2 separate regions of the Mus musculus genome follow, and region 2 is linked to region 1. Evidence: chromatin contacts called from public Hi-C data. All regions are on one chromosome and are shown on one strand. The core of a region is the stretch at or near the end of the contact, and the rest is flanking DNA. Distances in the headings are between cores, read along the strand shown. Region 1 overlaps Gsg1l (GSG1-like). Region 2 holds the start of Gsg1l (GSG1-like).

Evidence for each region. Hi-C and Micro-C count contacts between places; a contact is called where the count stands out from the background.
Region 2: a contact with region 1 is called in a Hi-C map of cerebral cortex, with 3 times the contacts expected there. The contact joins the promoter of Gsg1l here to the enhancer-like site in region 1. A contact is called at or near these places in 3 of 39 promoter capture datasets (the 3T3-L1 cell line, hippocampal neurons and second pharyngeal arch cranial neural crest), 5 of 484 Hi-C or Micro-C datasets (the G1E-ER4 cell line, cerebral cortex, forebrain and 1 more) and 3 of 115 datasets of contacts at active chromatin or transcription factors (embryonic forebrain, forebrain and stem cell-derived neural progenitor cells).

Annotation. Positions count from the first base shown.
Region 1 is chr7:126,005,258-126,011,842 of GRCm38.p6, forward strand. The region is part of intron 2 of Gsg1l (GSG1-like); the gene reads right to left. Among named protein-coding and RNA genes, the nearest start is that of Gm51456, 56 kb to the left of the region's middle. Within about 2 kb of position 3,649, at least 33 of the 459 cell types and tissues checked have an H3K27ac peak or open chromatin away from gene starts, as enhancers often do. A contact at or near this core is called in cerebral cortex, forebrain and hippocampal neurons, where this site is marked.
Region 2 is chr7:126,079,102-126,085,686 of GRCm38.p6, forward strand. It overlaps Gsg1l (GSG1-like), which reads right to left and starts at 3,310. Exons shown (of 7, transcript NM_001101488.1): 1 at 2,759-3,310. The coding sequence starts at 3,077.

The DNA.
Region 1 (6,585 bases), core at 2,399-4,898:
CAGAGCAGAGGCACAGGTAAAAAAAAATGGGGATGCTGGGTTGGTGCACTTGGCCCAGGGAGAAAACTCAGCAAAACACGAAAGGCACGGGCTCAAAAGGGTGGAGCCAAGTCAGCAGCACAGCTCAGCTTCTCCTGGCACAACTCTATTCAAATTAGCCTGAGTGGATCAAAGAGCTAAGACAATGAGCCATAGAAGAGAATCTCGTGGGAAAGTGCCATGATGCTGGATTTAAGGACCAAGTCTTGGAAGCAACACCAAGTAAAGAGACACAAAGAGGGATTAGACTGACCTCACCAGCGCCTGTGCATTGCAGGACGCTGCCTGTGGAAAGGAACATACACAGGATGAGGGGGGAAAAAAAACCTCAGCTCCATCAGCAGGCCAGGAACACAAACAGCCTCAGCCAGGGTGACAACCAAACCACCTCTTTTCAAGAGTAGACAAGGACCCTGAACTGGGTAATTCTTGTCCATTTAATACAAACCAGAGCCCCCTGGGGAGAGGGAGCCTGAGTTGAGGGGTTGCCTCCATCAGCTTGTCCTGTTAGGCATTTTCTTGATTCATGATTAATGTGGGAGGGCCCAGTCCGCTGTGGGCAGTACAACTCTCGGGTAGGTGGTCTGCACTGGATAAGAAAATAAACTGAGCAAACCTTGGGGAGCAAGACATGAGCAGCATGCCTCCATGGCTTCTACTTCAGCTCCTTCCTTCATTTCCTGCCCTGACTTCTCTCCATAATGGAGTGGGACCTGCAAATCAAATAGCCTTTTTCTTCCCCGGGTTGTTTTTGGTCATGGTGTTTATCACAGCAACAGAAAACAAACTAAGACAAACCCAGATAAGCATTCTCCGGACTTTGCAAAGATCTGGTCAACGCCAGCTCAGACACAGTGATACACTTCCAGGCCAGCGGGGTGGCAGGAGGTAAGGACAGATCTTGGCCAGGAGGTAAAGGACTGGATCACCAGCTGGAATGTGGGACAGCCTTGCTGCTCTGGAAGACAGTGTCTGAGCCCTCAGACAGTAAACATTGAATCACTGTATGGCTCAGAACTTGCCGTTCTCAGTGTTAACCACAAAGTAAAATAAAATTGAGACTCAAGCTGGTATTTCTACATCTGTGATCAGTGTCACTCTTCCTGACAGCCAAGAGGTAAATGTGATCTGTGCCAACAATGGAGGCGGGGGTTAAGGAGAGGACTCACTTTATAAAGGACCTGGCGTGTAACCATGAGGGCCTGAGTTAGAGATCTCCAGCACTCATGTAATAAGCTGAGTATGGCCAGCTTAACTAACACAATCAGCAAGCTCTTGGTTCAGTGAGAGACCCTATCCCAAAAAATAATAAGTGGAGTAATGAAAAAGGCCTATGTTGAACTCTGGCCTTCACGTGCACCCTCATGCATATGAGCACACACTGGAACTCATACATGTGCATGCATCACATATACACATAAAGACACATACATGCAAGCACATACATATGCATACATCACAAACACATACATACACACATGAACACATATATGCATACACTACATATACAAATAAAGACACATACACAGAAATACATACATATGCAGACATCACACAAAAATATATATGCATACATCACACATACACATAAAGACACACAAACACATACATATACATACATCACATACACACTCACAAACATATATATTGTATATCACACATACACATAGACACATACACACAAGCACATACATTTGCATATATCACACACATATACCACACATACAATACATAAATACATACATCACACACATAAATACACATATACACAAAGACACATAATTCTGGCACATGCCATACTGTGGGTGACACTGAGGACATTATCTATGAAGAACCTGAGAGTGAATGCTTTATGTCTGCAGGCCAGTCTCAGCTACCACTGCTCAGCTCTGACATCAGAGCATAAAAGTAGCCATAGGTCACATAAAAAGAATAGGCACAGCTGTGTCCCAATAAAACTTTATTTACAAAAGAGAAAGGGCCTCCTCAGCTTGCCAGCTGCTACTGTGACACTAAGCAAGAGCTCCCTGTGCAAGGGGGCAGTGGGAAAGTGGCTTCTGAGAGCCTAGCAGGGACATTCCCAGCCTGGAGGTAGTGATTTATGATACCCTGTCAAGCTCTCTGCACAAGTTTCCCACGTCTCTGAATTGTGCTATTTTCTCCAATTTTGAAAAGGTTTAAACAAATAAATAATAGCTCAGCAAAATGTATTCTATCCATACCAAAAAAAAAAAATTTTAAGCTGGTTTCATAAGAGCGAGCCAGAGGGTTGGTACAGTCCACAGAGGTTCACTGTATATTTCAGAGCATCTGAAGTAACTGCTGGAGGAGCTGAGAATGCTAATTACCCAATTTGATAATTACACGTTACAGCCACACGCCAAAGTCTGATGCCCCGTAAATAAGTACAAATATTGTGTCAATTTTAAAAGCTCATTATTTGGTGATCAAAAGAAATGAATTAGGGGGCTGGCGAGGTGGATAAGTGGTAAAGTGACTGCGGCACCAACAGAAAGGCCTGAGAGCAACTCCAGCACCCGCTCAAAGAGCCTGGCTTGGTGGCACACACCGGTGACCCCAGGGGGGACGATAAGAGGTCCTTGCAGCTCAGCTAGGCTACTGAATCCAATCCAGAAAACCCAGGTTCGATGACCCTGTCTCCAAAAGAAAGAAGATTTAAAAAAAAAACTGTGAAAACACACGTGCATATGTACACATCTGCCTGTCACACACATGTGCACCATGCATAGAGAGAGAAAGAGAGACAGAGACAGAGAGAGGGGAGGGAGAGGGAGGAGAAGGAGAGGGTGGGAGGAGAGAGAGAGGTGGAGGGGGAGAGGGGGAGAGGGAGGGAGGATGGGAGAGAGAGAGTGAGAGAGAGAGTGAGAGAGAGAGAGAGAGAGAGAGAGAGAGAGAGAGAGAGAGAGAGGATAACTCTTGAAAAACCCCTTAGAAGTGAACGCAACCACAGAGGCCACAATTCTACAATGACTGCTGTCTAGTTTGGGGGCCAACTGAGGAGGGACAGGTGCTGAGTGACAAAGATGCACTACACCAGGTGGCAGTGGGCACACAGCTCTGAACCTATTGCTAAAGTGGACACTTTCCATGGGCCAATTCCCCAGGAGGACAACAAAATTGCAGTAAAACTATCATCACAGTGACTTAAAACAGGCTGGGGTGTGACTAGACATGAGCGCGTTGGCTTGGCAAGCTCAAGGCTCCTCTGTCCCCAGCGCCACAAACAATAGAAGCTAGTGAGAGGATTGGACAGCCTCCACTCAAATCCACAAACAGGGGGTAGACAAGGGTCAGAGGCTACCAGGCAGAAGCAGCCCAGAGAAGCCCTGCCTCCAGCCTATCACATTGGCTGCTCCAGGCAAGCAGGGCCAGGACAGCCCAGGCTGGGAAGCCAGAGGAACCTTAGTGGTATCCACTGCCACCCAGCTGGCCCCAGAGCACCAGGCTAGGTGGACTCTGGCCTCCAAGGACCTCCACTTGGAGGCTGTCTGGAGCTCAAGGTTCCAGGAACTGCAGGCACGGGTCCCTCCCTGATCCACACGGCCACAAAGCCTATTGGGCATCTATGCCACATTCAAGCATTGCAATGCCTCTGGGGAACCCGGCAGATGGTTGCCGATGACAAGGCTGTGGGAGGCAGCAGATGGGATGCAGCAAGAGCAGGGGGGCTTTGGATTCCCTCAGCTGCTCCAACACGTGGACCCTGACAGCTGTCCGCTTCAAGGCAGGGGCCTCCCAGGCTGTGGGAACACACAGCGAGCAACCCAAAGAATGTCTAGAGCCCAAGAAGCAAACAAGGGGCCAGAACTGTAGGTGGGGTGGCATTTCCAACCGGGCAAAAGTGGCACAAAGCCAAATAGGACCTGCCATGATGCTGTGTGTCATTAGGCTCCCCGATCAACCTCTCTGAGTCAACTGTCTTACAGCTCTGACATACACCAGAGCTAAGTTATGACGTCAGAGAGCTAGGGTGGGGGAGGGGGGATGAAAGGAAGGCTGTGGAAGTGCCTGGGGTGTATGGGACTCTTGCCACCCTCAGTGGAGTAGCTGAATATTAGTTGAATAGACAGAAACACAAGTTAGCTCATGACTGGAGGGGGGAGGCTAGGGGGGAAGGGCAGGGGGAGGGGGAACTGATGAGCAGGGGAATAGAACGAAATATTCAACCAGATATTTGTTGACCTACTCTTGCATGGATCATCTCATTTTGGGTCTCAGAACCCCACAAGCTGTGATGTGACCCTCGCCTTACAGAAGGGACATTGAGCCATAATTGGTGGGTAGCTTGTCTGGTGCTCTGCGGACACTGAGGCACAGCCGGAATGTGAACCCAGACCCCATGCTCTTTAGCATGGTCCTCGGATGCTGCGGAATTAAACCCCAGCTCTGACACTGCGTGGCCCTGTTCTAGCTCGGTAAGCCTCAACTTCCCCGCTCGGGGAAACAAGAGAAACCAAAACACCTCTGCGGGCTCTGATGAGGCGTCAATAGAATCGCATGCCTGCAGGGGACTGGCATGCAGACGGTGCCCATTCCATGTCTTCTGTGTGCCAGGGCTGAGGGAGGGCGCAGCAAGGGGGACCCCATTTCTTAGAGATTGTATACAGAAGGAAGATTTACTACACAGAGCAGGTGGCAGCCCAGAGCTCCATCAACGGCCTCAGCTCCTGGCCTGGAAAATGGCAGCTGAGACCAGACCCCCGCCTCAGCTTTCTGTTTGGTGGGACAAACTCCCAGGGGAGTCATCTGAAATGGGGAAAGGTTTACCACAGCTTACAGCTTCAGAGGTGTCATGGGATTTTTCAGAGGTGACATGAACGAATCTCTGTTCACTCCAGATAGACTTCCCAGTGAGAGACTAAAGAAAGACTCCCACCCAAATCCAGCCTGGTGAGGCAGTGAGGTTGCTGAGGTCACTTAATGAGGTAGGTAACTCACAGAAGCTTCACCCCGACAGATGCCACCCTTCAGTTGTTCCTGTTTGCACAGACTGCAGGAGCAGTCCTGAGAGCTTCGTCTTTTTGAGACGTCTCCTTGGGTTTGTGAGGTTTGCTTCCTGAGCCTGAAAGAAGTGTTTTAGCTTGGAGGACATGGCTGCGACCGGCTTCAGTCTCTTGGCTACTTGCTTTGTGCCTGTGAACGACAGAAGTGGCTTCCTTCCCGGTGGGCAGAAAGCAGAGAGGGGGGGAAGGGTCCTGGTGTCCCCTTCTGAGGCACATCCCAAACAACCTAACTTGCCCTCACCAGGCCCTGTCCCTGGAGCTCCTTCTGTCTCTGAGACGTGCCCCAAGCTTAAAGAAGAGCCTTTGGCATGTGGCCACTCGGGAGTCATCTAAGATCTCACCCTGGCGTCTTCCTTCCCTGGCAGGATGGGAACAGGAGTTGGTCCCTTTTTTGAAGCAGCAGGCAGAGCAAGGAGGAACCAATGTAAGACACAGGAGGCAGAGGACTGGGGAGTCACCAGAGCCCCTGAACTCCCACCCCTCCCCCAGCAGCCCCTCCTGGCACACCCTCACCTGGCCCTTCTTGCCCGGCTCACCTCCCTGACCCAGTTTGCCCAGAATTCTCTTCACTCTAGTAGTTCCCCCTGGAACAGGAGACATGCTGATGACAGAGAACTCCACGGCCCCTGCCAATCAAACAAGATGTCTCCTCCTCTTCCCCAGCCTGGTACAGAGACAGCCTCAACATTTCTAAGTTAGCTGTAGGGGTCAGGTGGGTCTAACATTTACTACAACAGGAGAAAGCTGGTGCATGTATGTGTGTGTAGTGTGTGTGTGTGTGTGTGTGTGTGTGTGTGTGTGTGTGTGTGTGGTATGGTAGGGTATGTGTGGGTATGGTGTTTATGTGTGTGGTATGATGTGTTTGTGTGTGTTGTGTGGTATGGTGTGGGGGGGGGTGGTATGGGAGTATGTGTGTGTGATGTGTGGTAGTGGTGGTGGTGGTGGTGGTGGTGGTGGTGGTGGTGGTGTGTGTGTGTGTGTGTGTGTGTGTGTGTGTGTGTGGTATGGTATGGGGATATGTGTGTGTGATGTGTGGTGGTGGTGGTGGTGGTGGTGTGTGTGTGTGTGTGTGTGTGTGTGTGTGTGGTATGGTATGGGAAAGAAAGGTTTATCTTGGCCCATGTTTTGTTGGAAGTCCATCATGGTGAGAAAGGCAGTGATGGAAGTGGGAGACAGGATGGGTAGGACAGTGAGATAGGTGGGAGGAGGGGGAAGCAAGTGATTAAGAAGGCAACTAGTGGGAAGAGGGAGGCAGGAGGGGGAGAGGGAGCTAGGTAGGAGTGGAATGCAGGGTTCAGAGTTGAAAGTAGCCTGTCACATTTCATCTTTTGTCAGGACATAGGGAGATTAAAAAGTGTTCCTCTCATTTTCCACCTTAGCTGGGCCAACATTTGGAGCTATTTCAATCTGGGTGACTTTGATCCATTTTTTTTTTTTTAGCTTCTCTCAAACTCCCCAAAACAACCAACATTTTGTCTCTGAAGTGATTTCAAGCCCAGTGAATGGGAGAGAAATTATTATT
Region 2 (6,585 bases), core at 2,060-4,559, 74 kb after region 1:
CCATCTGCAGGGTAGCAAGCAGAGGCTCTGGCCAAAGTCTCATGGTAGCAAGACGATCCATCCACCCACCATCCCACACAGGGCAAAGCGAGTCTAGAGTCAGACTATAAACCTACAGGTCCAGGGTCTCTGCTTCCACTTCTGAGCTGCCTGCAAGCTCCTACATCACTCTCAGATCACACCTCCTCCTCTCCCAGGGTCTACCCCTTTCTCTCTCTCCAATGCCACTCAGCCAGTCTTGCAGGCTCATAATGCCACAACCTTGGGCTTCCTGATACACTCCTGTCCTAGACTACACTCACACAGGGCCAAGGCTCACACATCATGTAAGCAAGCAACGGTCAGCATAAGCTCGACTTCATCACTTTGCACCCAAGACCTTGTTCCCTCTCCAGGCCTGAACCTTGCCCCCTCCCCCCAGTGCAGTCATCCCAGTTCTTCTAAATATCAAACCCAGTAAGAGATCTAATTTGCAGGAAGGGACTAGAGACCGTTTAGGGCTGCTGTTCTCTGACTGCACAAGGATGGCCATGCCTCCTCTTAGAGGGAGGAGGAGGCTCTTTAGGGTGGGGCTGGTTGACTCTGTGTCTGTCAGGATAGGCTGGAGTGTCATCTCTGGGAAAGGGGCCTTAGGAGATGCCCCCTCACAGGTACCCAGGGGTAGAGAGGCAAGAGCAGCCATGCTGAGGAGCTGGGCGGGGGTGGGGGGGAGGGGGCTGCTGATCATCCAGTGAGCCAGTGTGGATCCCGAAGCTGGAGTCCCACCAGGGTGGACCCAGCTGCACGGACAGGGGCCTAGGCCTTCCCTGGCTGCAGCAGCAGCAGCAACAGCAAGGGAGAATAGGGCAGGATTTGTTCAGGCCTTGTTGGGATGTTTTTCCCTCTTGGAGTAAAAAAAATAAAATCATCACAGAACCCAGAAGACAGGTTGTCATGGCAACAAAAGTTTGAGGCCAGGTACATCCTGACACCCTTTGGAGCTCAGTGGTGAAGGCAAGATCTGGGGGGCTGTGCACAGCAGAGAGGGAAACCCATCTAAATGGCCTTAGACCTCCCAAATTTCTCATCCGCAACTGTTTGACAAGCTCAGGGGAAGGCGATTGTGATTTTCTGGGAGGACCAAGCTGTAGCCAAGGAAAACCAGGGAAAGCAGCGCTTGGTTTTTATCCACCCAGCAGATCACACAGGAGCATCGTGACGAATGGGGCCGGGGGATGAAGGTCTCACATTGACCATAAGTGATCCTGTCTCAGGTCCCCAAACTGCATGGGTCCCCTTCTCCATCAGTCCTCTGGTTGTTCTCCAGCCACCAAGAAGACAATCCAAGCTCCCTCATCAAACTCCCCTGAGCCTAATCTGAAAAATGGGTCTTCCACAAGTGGCTGCCTGGCCCAGAGGCTAGGATGTAACAAGATTCCACAGGTGACAACTTTAGCCTGGCCTGGTGCTCAAAATGCACTGAAGCTCTCTAACATTGCTTTCAACACGTTTCTGTTAACATTAAAACAAAAACAAAAACAAAAACAAAAACAAAAACAAAAACAAAAACAAAAACAAAAAAAAACATAGCAGTCAAGCTTGGACATAAAGCTTGGGATGCTTGCTCAAAGCACGGAGCCAGGGATGGCTACAGAGCTTATGGGCAGCCGCCTTCAGACAGCTTTTGGGACAGCCAGCAGGCTCCGATGAGAGCCCAGGCACACTACAAAGGCAGGGCAGGTTGCCTCAAGCTGCCAGGGACAAGGCCCATCCAGGCACTGTAGGGTGGCATGTCCCCCAGGGCAGGGCCTCCCAGATCTCAGGAACTGCTGCCTGCAGTTGGAGGAGGACCCATGGTCATCCCTTCTCATTCTTTGGGCTGTCGTGTATGAAGGTCTATGGAGACCTGAGCCTGGAGGGGGCACATGTCTACCGTGCTCCGTGGCTGCTGTGGTGTGGGAGGATCAGGCTTGTGGAAGCAAGAAGTTTTAGACAGGAGGCTTTTAGACTATGCTGAGTGTGAGGAAGATACAGCTACATAAAGGGGGAGACGGCGCTTCCAAAGGGATCCTGCCAGAACAGTGGCTTACTACCCGAAAGCTGTGGGTTGAATCCATAGCCAGTACCACCCACCATATGGCACAGTCCCCTATCAGGCAGAGGTCCCCTGAGTGCTCCAGACTTGCTATCTTTTGGGGGTATTCACTTCAGCCCCATATGTCTGGGTGAGGGGACAGAAGTGTCGGTCTACTTTCTGAAAAGCCTGCCCCCTCCCCAGTTCTGAAAGAGACTTGTGCTAAGCCAGGATCCCTCAGCTCCAGTGCCTAAGTTGCCTGTTTTCCCGCCTGCCTCCCTTCTCTCCCTCCCTCCCACACCATCCACTCCCGCATCCACTCCTGGGAGGGCTCCAGGATACCCCGGCTAGTGGAAGGACATAAGGGTGCTCATCAGACTCCTCTATCCCCTGCTTTCTCCAGCCCTATCGTAGACGTTTAGCGCAGCTTGAGAGTAGCAGAACCGTTGGGTTCCTGGCCCCGGAGATCTGCGGTGGGAAGGGTTGCCTACAGCAAAGGTCCCCGGCCCCCACTATCACCTCCCGAGCTGAGACGGGCGGATGGGAGCAAGGAGGGGTACACGGGGAAATGACTTCAGGCCGAAGAGGGACCGCACGCACTGGAACTCGCAGCCAGGGTGCGCGCGCGGGGGACCGGGACGCGCCACCTCCCCGGTCCGGGACCAGCGGGCGCGCGTCCCCGGGGAGCCCCGCGCCAGCACTCACCCGGGCCACCGAGCTCTTCCTCACACGAGTACCAGATGCCAGTGTGGAAACGGCGCAGCTGGAAGCGCTCGTCGCCCGCCTCCCAGCTGTAGGGCGCGCCGGCCGGGCTCGCGGCGACGGGGGCGGCTGTGCTGTTGGCCGTGGCGTTGGCGCCCGAGTTGGGGCAGTTGGCGCCGCCGCCCTGGCCGCAGCCAGGCTTGGGCACCCGTTGCGTGCCCTGGCACCAGTACGTGGTGAGGAAGGCGGTGGTGGCGAAGAGCAGCGCCAGCAGGTTCAAGGCCACGGCCAGGAGCGCTCGGCCGCGGCGGCTCGTCTTCATGCCGCCCGCGCCGCCCGCAGCTCCGCGCGAAGTTGGCAGCGGTGCCCGCGTCAGCGCCCGCCCCGGGGCTCAGGTGCCTGCGGTCGGCGACGGTGTTCGCGGCGCAGGCCCATGGCCCACGGCGGGGACGCGGGGCGACGAGGACGCGGGGCGACTGGGGCCGCAGAGTGGAGCCGACCAGCGCGCCCGGAGCCCGGAGCGCGAGTGCGCTTCGGCGAGCAGCCGCGGGCGCCTGGCAGCGGCCACGGCGCAGGGACGCGCGCCCCTCCGTGGGGAGACACCTGCAGGCGGCCGGCGACACTGTTCAGCGCCCGCCCGCGCGCGGAGAGGGGGCGCGCCACGCTGGGCGCGGGCGGGGGACAGATCCGCGCGGGAGTGGAGAGGGACAAGTGAGAGATCCCAGGCAAGACGCTCCCAAAGGAGCCTCACTCAAGGCAGGAGAAGACCTCTCACCCAGACCCACACAGCCCTGCCAGATAAGTGACAAGGCAGCTTCTGTGGGTCTTTAGACTGTCAGGGGCCTCTGCAAAGGCTGCAAGACCCATCTGGAGCTTAGGAAGGGATGGGGATGCAGAGCCTCAGCGTTTGAAAGGCTTGTCCCTGCTCACCCTTGCTATCTGAGACCAATTCCTATCCACAGGCTCTCTGTCACCACACAGGAGGGCAGAGAGCTTGCAAAGAGGCAGCCTGCACAAGGAAGCGAGCATAGGATGTGACAAACAGGGCTTCTCCACCCAGGCTATCCACACCAGAGACCCAGAACATGACTCAAGAGGCCACAAAAAGAACAGCAAGTCGTGGTCGCCAAAAGGTGGTGTCCTGCAGGTCTGCGAATGCTGAATGCTTAAGACTGGCCGGGCAGGGTTGGTTAACCATCCTGACTTTGCAGTCAGTTAAATCCAGGACTCGACCAGCTGTGTGACTTTGAACAAGACACTTGCTCTCTCTGACCCTCGATTTCTGTATCTATAAAAAGGAAAGAATGTGTTCCAGAGCCAGAGGTGGGGAAGGCATCTGGCACACAGTAGGCACTCAGTAAATGCTGACACTATTAGGAATATCTGGGCCAAGGAGTTGACGAAACTCAGACCTTTTTAGCATCTCTTTCTCAAACTAGGATTGCTCATCTGTGAGCACCCCCAACCCCACCTCTGCTCTAAGATGAAGCTACACCCTTCACTCTTCCCACTGCATGGGGCACAGTGCCTGGATGCCCAGGGTGTGCAACCATTAATTGCACATTGATTGCAGGAGCTAATTTGAATTCTGCCCAAGCCAAGAATGACTCCAGCCACCCCCAGCTTGCCGAGTGGCAGGCTTTGCAGAATTCAAGGTTAACAGATTACGAATTGCCTTACTCCTGTGGGTGAGCCCCACTCACTGCCAGCTGCTGCCACTCTGCCTGGGGGCAGGAGAGACTAAAGCAATGCTGGTGTGAGGACAGCCAGGGGAGCCCTGCACTTGCTTATCAGAGCTTCTTTCTGGCCCCAAACAAGGAGTTTCTAACTATTTTCAGGAGAACTTCTGGATTGCAATGGTGCATTCGAGTATTGGTTAATGTGAATGAACGACCACAAGGAATCTGCTGCCCTCAACAGGCATGCAATATGTATCATCTGAGCCTGTCCACGTTTAAATGCAGCCCTGGGGTGTGCACTGACGTGACACTTCCTTGGCCTTGAGACTCAGTTAGTATTCATGTGGCAAGGCACGTTTCTTTCAAGCTGGGAACCCTGTTCTGGGGCGGGAAGCGGGGAGGAGTTCAAAGCAAGGAGAGCCCAGAGGAAAAGTCTCAGGGACTACTCTTCTTAAGTAACACCCAGAGGAAGCAGAGACCCGCTGTGATATCCTGTCAGGGGTACCCAACCACCTGCTCACTGAGCAGCCACTGTATGCTCAGCTCAGGAAAGAAGAGAGAACATGAGTGACATTAATAAGACCAGCACAGGCTGCCTGTGCAGGGGTGAAGGGCAGGGAGGGGTAGATGTGGGCGGAGCTTGGAGGAAGGTGTCATAGGAAGGTGCATTGGAGCAAAGCCGGGAGACACCAGGAGGCTCTCTGCCAGGGAAAGAAAGTTCCTAGCAGGGGAACCAATGGCCAATGCAAAAACCTGACACCCTGGCGGGTTGGGGGTTGGAGGGAGGGAGCACAGCCTGAACAAGGGACAGCAAGGGAACAGCAGAGGACAGATCACAGAGGTCTGAGTCATGTGGGGCCTGCAGAGGGTCTGGGCAGAGTCCAATGATCTGGAGAAGACCCACTCCAGCTGCTAAGTGAATAAAGATGGCTGCTGATCAGCTAGGGGTAGGTAAGTGACACCAGGGGTTCAGGCAGGATCATCCAAAGGCCAAGAAAGCTCTGGGTTGTTTCTGTTTGCTTGCTTGCTCTAGGCAATGAAACCCAGGGTTGGATGGGACCCAGGGTCATGTCTGCTAGGCAAGTGCTGTACCACAGAGCCGCAACCAGTCCCTCCTGGGGTGATTTGAAAGGCAGACCCAGCATGATTTGTTTAAGGCAAAATGGAACACGGAATGTAAGGAGGTTTTCAGGGGCATCTGCAAGGTCAGGGGCTCATAGAGAAAAATTCAAATTGGGATTGATTTTGTGCTTGCTGAATGTTCTACCAGAGCTGATAGTAGAGACCAGTAGGAGGAGCTACCTTTCAGGTATGCCTTCCTGAAAACCCTCTCAATGTATCAGAAAGCCCTTTGGATACCATGGATATTTTCATACCAAATAATGGCAGAGCTGCATCCAGGCAGGGTGGCACACCCTGTAACCCCAGAAGTTGAGGCAGGAGGATTATGCGTTCCGGGGAATCCTGGGCTACATAATGAACTAACAGTCGTAGCTACATTGACCTTGGTAACAGACAAGGGTTGGGTATGGTTTAAGGAACTAGGAATTTGCACCCAAGACCTTGGTACTCACTTCATCCTACTGACGCAGCCAAGGCCGGCCAATAGGCTCCTGTCCCCAGCCCTCACCTGAGCTGCCCACCTCTGCACCTGCTGCAGAAGGTTCAGCCCCGTCTCACCTCGGCTTGCCCTGCGAACACCACCGGCTTCTGCTCACATCTCTGCTCACATCTCACTGTGGTTGCGGCTCTGTGGTACAGCACATGACAACACCAAACTCCTCTGTGGTCCCTGACTCTGCACATCCATCAAGCTGTTCCCACTGGAATGGCCTTGCCACCTCATCCTGAGTGTCCTTCCTACGATTGACCTCCACTCCTGCTGCCCTAGCAACTGCTGTCGCTCCCTCTCTGACCCCCAGTGTTAGTGAATTAATCTAAACGGTGAGGTTTATCTTCAGACCTGTTTCTCTGATGGGCCTGGGGCCCTCCAGATCCCCTACACTGGCAGCTAGCGGTTCAAATCCGGCCAGAAGCATGTTTGGTTTGGCTTGGATGAAGTTAGTACCATATGCGCCAACATTTCCTCATTGGCCACATTCAAGAATCCAAGATTTGCCATAAAAACGCAGGTTCTCGGCTTCTCTTACA